Linked DNA regions of Triticum aestivum: region 1 is linked to region 2. A link is a contact called in public Hi-C data. All regions are on one chromosome and are shown on one strand. The core of a region is the stretch at or near the end of the contact, and the rest is flanking DNA. Distances in the headings are between cores, read along the strand shown.

Region 1 (5,085 bases), core at 2,403-4,902, 830 kb before region 2:
GGATTCCTCGTAGCTGACATAAGGAAAATGAAACGAACCCTATCTCTTGTAATCCACTGCTGCACAGTTGTACGCCATTGAACCTAGTCTTGTAATCCACTGCACCTCTGCAACGCAACAAAGACACAGCTAAGTCTTCAGGTAGTACGTAGCATTTCATCGTACATATGTATAAAATACAGTGCATCTTCGTGTCATGTACGTAGGAGTACATGCCAATATGTCATGGATGAGCTTGCGTGACGCGCATACAACAACGAGAATACGGTCGAGAGAGTTCATTTCTTTCCTGAAAAGGCAGTTTTTTTCCTTCATTTTTTCCTCCTTTTGCAACGAAAAGCGGTTCGAATTCTTGAGGTGGTGCTTATCGCTTTGCTGGAAGCATGAATATCTTTTCTCTACTGCTTTCCAGTTCACATTCCTAAATTTAACCCCTCGGTGATCGGGACGGACGCGCTTTATTAACACCTTGCAAATCGCGTTCGGGTGCATGCACATACACACACTGCATGCGCGAGTGCACAACTTGGAACACGCTTGCGCTGCCTCGCTTTGCATTCTCTCTGCTTTTGCTTGGCGCCTCGTCCCCGTGACACCGTATAAATATGCTTCCGCGTCCGTGCGCAGGGTCGGATCAGAGCTCGGACACCCAGAGCGCGAGCGCGAGCGCGGCGACCATGGAGGAACACCGCTCCCGCTCCCCGGCGTCGTCCAACGTGGAGGCGGCGGAGGCGCCGCGCCGGCGGTACCGAGGGGTGCGGCAGCGGCCCTGGGGCAAGTGGGCGGCGGAGATCCGGGACCCGCACAAGGCGGCGCGCGTCTGGCTCGGCACCTTCGAGACGGCCGAGGCCGCGGCGCGCGCCTACGACGACGCCGCGCTGCGCTTCCGCGGCAGCCGCGCCAAGCTCAACTTCCCCGAGGACGCGCGCCTGCACCCGGCCACCGTCGCCCCCGCCGCCGCGCCGGCCCGTGTGCCGATCGCCGCGGCGTCGGCCTCGACGCCCGGCATGTACGCCGGCGCCGGGCCGGCCTCCGACTACCTGCGCTACCAGATGCTCCTGCAGGGCAGAGGCGCCGCCGCCAACCAAGGCAACCTTCTCTCGTTCTACGGCGGGGGCGGCGGCGGCGGCGGCATGTCCAGCTCGTACGGCGGCGGCATGAGCAGCTCATATGGCGGCGGCGGCGGCACCATGAGCGGTTTCCTGGGCTCCTACTACTCGTTCCCGACCTCCTCCGTCTCGGTGGCCACCGTCCCGTCATCCTCCTCCGCGTCCTCTGCTCCGGGCCACTACTACTCGTCGCCGCACGACTCGCAGCAGCACCAGCAGCAGCAGGGCAACGCGGCGGCGGAGTGGAGCTGGGAGAGCGCGCTGGCGCCCTACCCGGGGACGACGACGGCGGCCTCCTGGTCCGACTCGAGCCAGCAGCCGTACCACCCGCCGCACACCCAATAGCGCAGCCGCAAAGCCAAGGCCAAGATTCTGCGCCGTCTCTGGAAGAAAGAATAAGTTGTGTACGGAAGGCGACGGAGACGGGCGCAGCAGCAACCAGCAAGCAGAGGAAGGTTGAGAATGATGGCGTCACTCACCGAGGGGCATGTGTTGATTGACAGCTATGGGCGTGCTCATTTTGTTCGTTCGTTGATTATTAGTTTGGGAGGTGGTGCGGGTCGCCCCGTTTTTAGTACTTTCTGCTTTGGTTATTACTGCAAATTAAAAAAAATGGAAGAGCGAGCTTGATGCTTGCAGATGGGGATTGGATACTTTTGGGGAGGTTTAATCAGAGTCATTTGGGAAAAATAATGAATGTTACGTGCTACCTGGACTTGTAGTGTGTTCTCTGCAAAACATGGCATGGATTAGTGATTCCTAGTATCGATTTTCTTTAAAGAAACCAGTGTTCGAACAAGAAGGGATAGTACTCTCTACCATAATATTATGTCGTTGTATGTAGGGAGTATTATACAGACGCGATCCATTCCACGGCCGGCCAGTGAAAAGAGATGGTGTCATGCTCTGCTACGCTCGGCTTTGATGCCTGTTTGTTTTGCATTTGTGGCGATGCCATTATTTTCCTTCTACTGACCTTTTTGTAGCTTTTGATCGTTCTTATCTTGTTTAACGAATCTATGCCACCATACTCAAACACTCATGTCAATAAATACAATCTTTTGGCTCACATCTAAATTCTTTCACCTAGGAGGAGATACTTCTCACTTTATTTTTTTTGAAACGGAGGCAAAAGTTTTGCCTCGTCTCATTAATTAAGAAGAGTTTGGAAATACATAGACCCCAAAAAATAAGCCTAATCTCGCGGCATTAAAGAACACAGACGCTTAGCCCTTGCCAACCTCCGTAACCCAGCATCGGTCTTAATCTTAGATGTGATTACAGTTGGCAAGGATGACACATTTCTAAATACTCGTGTTTCGCTCGTTCCAAATCTTCCAAGAGACCAACATGACGAGGGATGCAAGACCCTTTCTCATGTTAGCATTGACGCCCACCGTGTGGTGCCACCACTCCATCACGGTGTGGAAGTTGCTCCAGCTAGTGATATCCAGATTGGTCAAACCAATCCAATTTTTGATCTCCCTATGAATATTGAGCATGGTGCACTTCCTTTTAACAATAGTCTATCGACCTTTTTTGCCGCCATCAAATGCACCCCTCAACCCTTGTCAAGACATATTAAAAAGAATCTTGTCTGGAATTGTTTTTGGCGTAAAGAAGAAAAGAAAAATAATTTTTGAGTAACTGGAAAGAAAAGAAAAATACTAATGCAACATTACATAGACTTGTATGGGCCAGAATTGGGCTCAATTATTTCCACATGAGAAAGAACTGGGAGGCTCTCCTAGTGTCGGCCCATATTAGGCCTACGGGAATATGTTCAGCGGCTACATCTTCCTCCTTTTTTTGAAAGGATTCCTTCCCTTTTTCTTGATTTTCTTTGAGCGACTCTCCCGAAAGCAAAAGGTCGTAGGAGCACTAGTAAAGAGCTTCGTAATTAATGGTTGAACCACAATTACCTATCCTTTCACCAGCACTCAAGAAAAACTGTGCCTATTTGATCACAAAATCGCCCGTTTAATCTAAAAATCTGCTCCCCGCAAATAAAAAACTCTAAAAATCTGTGATTAACAGGCCGGGGAGAAGTAGCTGACCTGCCTCAGCCCACCATAACGATGTGGTGGCCGCAGTGGGGCGCATGGAGAGCGACCGTCGAACAGACTCGGACGGGTCTCCGGCCAGCCTCCGTCCGGTCGGACCCGATGGAGCCGACGTCCGTCCCTTCCTCCTCCGTCGCGTCACACTCGCTCGGGCCAGCTCAACGCCAGCGCGTCCAACACGGCGCCAGCTTACCCAAACAGAACCCAACCCCCCACAAAGGCATTCAACGACGCGCTCGGCCGCTCGGGCGCTGCCTCGCTGACGCCGTCACGGCTTGTCGTTACCGCCCTGCGTCGCACAGCAGGGATAGCCGAGGTGCCACAGACCGCCGCGTGGCGGAGCAGGGGGCAGCCGACGCGAACTGGCTCGCGGCGTGACAGGTGGGCCCAGCCTGTCATAGGGGTCTTCGCTTGGACTTTGGACTTGGTGGCTCCGCCACGCCACCGCTTGACGCCTCCCTTCGCTCGGTTGCGGACTCCGCCACCAACCGCTTGCTGCTACTTTCCGCCAGCCGGGGAAAAGGCAGCCGCAGCCGCAGCCAGCGACGCCTCACCTCACCTGACCCCCCCTCCTCGCCCCGCCCCCCGCCGCACCGCCCGCCGGAAGGTTCTAGAGAAGGAGGGACACGCCATGGCGGAGGAGAAGGAGTCGACGTCGGTCCCGCTCAGCCAGGCGGCGGAGGCCGTCGACCCCGAGGACCCGGCCAAGTCGCCGCCGCGCCCCAGCTCGCCCACCACCTCCACCCGCAAGGTCCGGATCCATCCAACCCCGCTACCCCGGTGGCCCAATCGCGCGCGCGTGCCTGTGCCGCTGCCGTAGGGCCCCGCCGCTGCGTGTGCTAGTATTTCGGGAGTTCTGGGCGTGGTTGTGCTTCATATGGTCGGATCTGCGCGTATGCCAACACGTTTCCCGTGCCCGCTCTCGTGTGCGGCGGTTGCTAAATTCAGTCGGCTGTGCTTCTAGACTAGTAAGTACGAGTTTAGCTAGGTTATCGAATTTTCTACAATAGTTCTGGAGATTATTGGGGATATGGATGCTGTTCAGGAGACTGAAGCTGTCTTGAAGCTTTCTTCATAGTTAAGAGTAGTCAGGCCGTTCGGCCCTGGGTTTTGTTTGTCCATTTGTGCCTTGTGGTGGCTTAACTTGAGATATATGCTTAGAACACATTCTCTTATTTGGATACGATTAATTTGTCTTATCTCCTTAGTGTCCAGGTTACTATTAATGAATTTGGATGTGCTGGTGTTCCTTTTCTGAAAGCGCTGTCAACTCGTGGTACTGGGAAGCCACAATTGAGAAATGCTGGTCGTCTATTTGTGCAAGAAGGCACCCGGTAGCAATTTGAGGACTGCGGTGTTGTATTAGGCTGTGTTCGGTTTACAGGGAATTGAAGGGGATTAGCAGAGATGTAGAGGGATTAAATCTTCTACAGGTCGAAATCCCCTCCAATCCCTTTGAGAAGGGATGCAACTGAACAAGGCCCCAAGCGTTCAAAACATGGTGAATGTGTGGGATCATACCCTTATTTAGGTGCTAAGGTAGCATCGAAACATGGGTTTGCACTGCATAGTGCATACTATTGCTGGAAAGAGGTTATGAATGAAAAAAATTAATCAAGATCAGTAAGCTTAATAGGATAGTATATAACTCCGACACAGCTCTCTAATGTTGTGATCTTTCCAATGTTTTACCCAAAAGGAGCTGCATCCACAAGACAGGTCATTTTTTTCATTTCACTAATTTGCTGATGGTTGCTAAATTTTGTGTAGGCATGCTGTGCTGTTCTTCAGAGTTGGGTGTCGAGAAAATTTATGACCGGATGGTACATCCTTCACCAGAAACAAGTTAAAACATGTTACCAATACTATGCTTACTGATCTTCTTTTGTTTCATGTTCTTTTCAGCGTAGTTC
Region 2 (5,531 bases), core at 2,472-4,971:
CAGCAATGTATAGGCTTCAACCCATTTGAGCGAACGGTTCTTAACCAATGTCAGCAAACGGTTTCAATCCAGATTGGCCCTCGGTTCAGTTCAATTTGGGTGGAAATATCGAATTGGTTTGGTTTTGGTTGGACTGACGGAATTGTCAAATGGGTTTAGTTGAGGTTGGGTTCCCAAGTTTATTCGTGCGGGTATGGTTGAGGTATGGTGCAGTTTTCAAACCATTCTCAGGTTAAAGGTATTTACTGTGGCAACTAGCCACGCAATTACAGAGGATATACATGTAGTTTGGTACAAGAAGTCAGGAACATGTTAATTAAATCAACAAAGGTTGCAAAAAAATTATAACATGAGGCTAAGGAGAAGTATAGTGATTGATAGACAAACCTAAAGCAGGAGGATTTGCTATTATTGCCTGAGCTCTGAAAGGTATTCCAGTATCCAAATCAGGTTCTGTGCATGCAGGTAGAAGAGAGAAAATGATTTCCTTCACCTGCTTTCTTTGAACAGAAATCTCTGTGGGCGCGGCCATTAAAAACCCTTTGTTTTTTGTCATGTCTGCAGTTGAAAGTGCATACCTTACTAATCGAGTGTGACTATGTGCACATTTACACATTTAATTTGCTTAAGAATTATTCCCTCCGTCCCTACATGTAAGACGTCTAAATCTAGACCAAAAAACGTCTTGCATTCTGGGATGGAGGGAGTAGATGTCATCTGTTTCTTAGAGAACAATAAAAAAGTTGTGATGTCTTATCATTATAATAATAATAAAAGTTGACTATCACATGCAAAACATTCTCAAAAGTAGAACAATCTAGTCAAGAAAAGATAGCCAAATGCATATATAAGGGCAATAGACGCAAAACATACACTGGGCCATAATTCGTGGATCACCACCCAATGGGTAGAAATCAATACCAGCTGACTTCACAAAAGTACGGAAGTTGACATGAGATGCCAATCTAACATGGTGTCCAAATTCCTGCAGAAAATACCATTATTTCTGTTAAGAGGAAGAGCATATACTGCCATATGTACATATAAGGTAGGCTAAAATCAGTATGCTAGTTTTTGACAGTTACACGTGAAATTGGAACAACATTGTAAGATATATTTCTTCGTCTTTGCAAAGACCGAAGATGCTGTAGGACATCATGATTATTGTTATACTTGAAAACTTAAACAGCAATGCAGATGTCTTTCTTTTCTGTGAACAGCTCGAGGGGGTTCAAGCACCTCCAAGGTAGACACCTGCTGAGTTTTTCTTCCTTTAATTAATGGTCAATGATGAAGCCACCTTATGCATGTAAAACTAGTGCTACACAAATGTTGGATATCCCAAATTTTGGGTAGTGCTGCAGATAAGTAAACAATCAACATAGTTGTGATTTCAAAGAATAGCGAAAGAGGCATCAGCTCGCTGATAACGTCAACCGTGGGACAGGCAGTAACAATCCCATCATCTAGACATTCCAGAGAAATTATGTGAAGTTAACTCCTATTTATTTGAGTGCATACCGATAAAGTACAGAAATATCATATATATTTTCAAGAATGCCCATTTGTTATTTGGGATATCTAATAGGCACTTGCAGGTTCACTTGCCTGAAGTCTTTTAGCTAATGCTATAAACGGCTGAACATCCCCTCGTGTTCCAACGACAAGTATAGCAATCTTCAACTTCGGGACAGACTTGCTAAATCCAGATTTAACTTCTTCAACATCACGTGGCACAGAACCAAAAGCATCAATCTCTGAGAGTTCTGATGCAACAAGGGCACTACGGGTCACATCTACCTCCAGTGTACCATCTTTCTGGATCTTTACCAATTTCTCAATTATCTTCATCTGAAATACCAAACAACAAAGAACAGTTATAACAAATAGTGTGACGAAACTGGATGTTCACAAATTCTTCTCAACTAAAACCAAGCTCTAGTCCGCCAAGATTGTGGTAAACAGCAGACCAAACATCAATCTATTTTCAGGACCAGCATAACCAAGCAGACAGAGTCATAACTGCGGCTATATATCGGTCCACTGGAGGAGACTAGTATGCACTAGCGCCAACTCTTAATATTAGAAGGTCAACAAAACTACTACATCACTGGTAAAAGTACAGGCTGACTAACAAATTTCACAGTGTGTTAACAGTTTTTGAGGAAAAATGACACATGGTATACTAAATGTGCAAAGGTATCAATCAAGAAGTGCTAGCAGGCTTACCTTCTCATTTTCTGATAGCATATCCAACGTGAGGTCACATTTAAGCAACCTATCGGAGTATGATCTTACAAAAGCGTGATCTTGCCCTCTAAAACGACTAGAAGTTGCAGTTGTGGATTTACTATGCCCGAATCCTGTAGAAAACCAGAACAGCGCTGTGAACAATGATGTTTCAGAGCAAAAAATACACATGTACAGAATAAGCCAATTCCATTGTGCACGTTGACATTTGTGTTGTTCTATTAGTCGATTTTCCAGATATTCATTAACAAGAGAAAATGACTTAATTCTGAATAGAGTGCAAAGTGGCGTCATCAGTCGACCCACCTGATACAACTGGGAACTAAATTTTGCAACACTAATATTGAGAGTTTGAGACAGATGATTTCTACATGGTGTTCTGTACAGTTCCAATGAAAACATCATTGTTCCTTAAGGGGAACTGAAAGTACTCCCTCCGTCCGGAATTACTTGTTATCGAAATGGATGAAAATGAATGTATCTAAAACTAAAATGCATCTAGATAGTAGATACATTCATATCTATGACAAGTATTTCCGGACGGAGGGAGTACAACAGATTGATGCACATATACTAATTATAAATGGAGAACATAACTAGTAAACCACAGAAATCAAAATAAAAACAAAATGATAACCAGTCCACTGGTTCTCTACAGCAGGAGCGAAATTGGAAAACCGAAAGCAGCAACCTGCTACACTGAACACTACAATTTACACCTTGGCTCGAACTGCCCTTCAAAATTTGGAGGTTACCTTGACTAAAGCATAAAGGCAGCCCCCTTTTTTTCATAAAGCAAACCACCCAATCCGCCAGACATTTACATTGTCAGTGATACTTAACTTGGCGACCACAAGGCAAGGTTTGACTTTCCGACTGTAAACCCCTGATGTCTCAAATTCATCAACATACCGACGTATGCTGACTCCTAACAAAACACACGCCCACTGGGCATAGAACAGAAAAAACAAAATCTCGAAGCGGACCTTCTCGACGCGAGGAGGGGAACCCATCGGCGTCGACCGATCCGGAGAACCGCTCGTCCATGGAGCTCAGCACGAACTCCCTCGTCCCCTCGGCGAAGGAGGAGGAGGACGAGGCGCCCGCCCCGTCCCGGCCCCCTCTCCTCCTCCGAAGGTCGCCGCTCCCGCTCCCCTCTCCGGCCACCGCCTCGCTGTTGCACCCCATACCCCCTCGTGGGAGGATGGGGTTGACCAGGCCGGGAGAGATGCTATGCTACAAGCGCCCGCAGCACCGCGTTCGCATTGGCTGCGCCGCGTGGAGGCGGGAGCTTCGAGGCCCTCGGGGACGGGAGTGAGCGCGGCGCGAGGTGGGGTTGCAGAGAGGGACGTGCAGCTACGAGGCTGCCGACTCGCTGCCGAGAAGGGTGAGGTGGAGGTGGACTCGCTGGCGTTTGGTGCGGGAGCGACGACGGGCGGGTGGAGCCCGTCCAGATGCCGTTTCCGCTGGCGTGGGGGAGTCAATGGACTCCTGGCCGACTGGAAAGCTGGCAACGTGCTCGCGGGACCAAGCAGACCGTATACGGGAGAAACAGAGCAACTTGGTTCACCTAAAAAACAGAGCAACTTGGGTCGGACATAAGGCCAACTCCACCGCACGACCCTAAATCTTACCCCATTTTGTCCGGATTTTGTCCGTATGAGGTAAAAATATGGAGAAGAAACGTCGGACAGAGGCCGGACAAACTCGCTGCACCCACCGCTGCTACCCCATATTTTGTCCGGATTTGTCCATGGTGGGTGCACGTGATGGGCCAGGTACAGAAAAGGAGAGAGTGACAGGTGGGGCAAGGGCGGACACAGGCGGACGACGAGGACGCGAAGACGTCCGCTCTCTGTCCGCTTTGGCCCCAAACCGAGAGCAACTTTGGTCTGGAAATGGGGCAAAAGCGGACACAAACCGGACAAAACGTCCGTATGCTCTCATGCGTTGGGTCGTTCGGTTTGTCCGTTTTATCCCAAACGAACACAAACGGACGATTTGGGGTAAATTTGGGTCACGCGGTGGAGTTGGCCTAAATATCCAACTTGGGCTGAAATCTTCGCCTGGTTAGCGGTACAGTACCGATCTGGACTTCTGACCGCCGTGCTCGCCATGGATTGCAAGATCAACCTTCTTCATGTTACCTTTGCCTACAAGAGGAAGGTGGATCACCTCAAAAAAAAAAGAGGAAGGTGGAACACATCCTCATCCAATGTGTATTCCCGAGAGAGGTCTGGTACCGCTGTTGTTCGTCATTGAACATTCACATTTTCAGCCCAGACATTAACCTCACGCTCACCCAGTGGTGGGAGACTGCCAATGCGGGAGTCCCCACGGCCAACAAAAGAGGATTCGACACTTTCGTCATCGCTCTCATCTGTCGTTATGGAAACAACGCAAGAGTATTCGGGAGATTGGTTGAGCACAAGAACCCGAGGCAATTGTCGGAGCATGTGCTTGATGAGATCAAAGATCGGCACGTTGTCCATGTTGGTAGATTGCATCTTTTTGTGAAAGAGTAACTTCTAGGGTTTTTCTTCAGGTGGGTGTGGTGTTTGGGGCAGCGTTGTTCACATTGCTAGGCCCCACTTTTGTACATATTTTTCTCTCTTCTATAAAAAAATATGGTAGCCATTGGCATACTCTCAAAAAAAAAAGTTTTACCATGGTCTACAAAAACATTGTGACGTTTTGACTTTTTCTTTAACACAGTACAGTCGAAGATGCTCGCAATACACTAATTCCTATGAACGCATGCACGCACACCCTATGAGCATCTTTGAGGTGATGAGACAATACTTTTGAATTTGATTGATATAGCTTTGGTCAAAAGTTTAAACTTTCACCATCAACATTTTCAGAATTATGTGGATTGGATGTGTGAAGCATTTGGATAATTATTTGGTCATGTGATGATTTTATCATTTTTATAATTACATTATATATAGTAGTAAATTGCAATTTGTATATATGGTGGTATGTGTCAAGCATCACCTTTATTCAGACTCGGGGGAGTAATCTACAAATTAAAACAAGATATGTAAAAAAGCATAACTACAAGGGACAAGCACTTGTAGCACTCACGTGTTGTTTAGTGATTAGAGCTTAATTATTCTATTCATGCAGCTTTTGGTACAACTTTTGGCACATAGTGCATGCCCCACCCACTCTCACCTCTCATGTTTTTTCTTTTGACTTCTAAATTTGAATCTAGTATATCTTTTGAAACCAAAGTCTAATTTATAATTCATTGCATATTCGCGTTCCTTATGACGAGT

What was found. Hi-C and Micro-C count contacts between places; a contact is called where the count stands out from the background.
Region 1: a contact with region 2 is called in a Hi-C map of leaf, with 4 times the contacts expected there. The contact joins the promoter of LOC123071548 here to the promoter of LOC123071544 in region 2. A contact is called at or near these places in 3 of 5 Hi-C or Micro-C datasets (all in leaf).

Annotation. Positions count from the first base shown.
Region 1 is chr3B:663,697,784-663,702,868 of IWGSC CS RefSeq v2.1, reverse strand. It overlaps LOC123071548 (protein LIKE COV 2), which reads left to right and starts at 3,652. Exons shown (of 8, transcript XM_044495126.1): 1 at 3,652-3,923; 2 at 4,943-4,995; 3 at 5,078-5,085. The coding sequence starts at 3,804. It overlaps LOC123071550 (ethylene-responsive transcription factor ABR1), which reads left to right. Exons shown (of 2, transcript XM_044495127.1): 2 at 628-1,824. The coding sequence ends at 1,454.
Region 2 is chr3B:662,869,362-662,874,892 of IWGSC CS RefSeq v2.1, reverse strand. It overlaps LOC123071544 (sterol 3-beta-glucosyltransferase UGT80B1), which reads right to left and starts at 3,721. Exons shown (of 14, transcript XM_044495122.1): 1 at 3,237-3,721; 2 at 2,230-2,363; 3 at 1,609-1,851; 4 at 874-985; 5 at 388-558. The coding sequence starts at 3,438.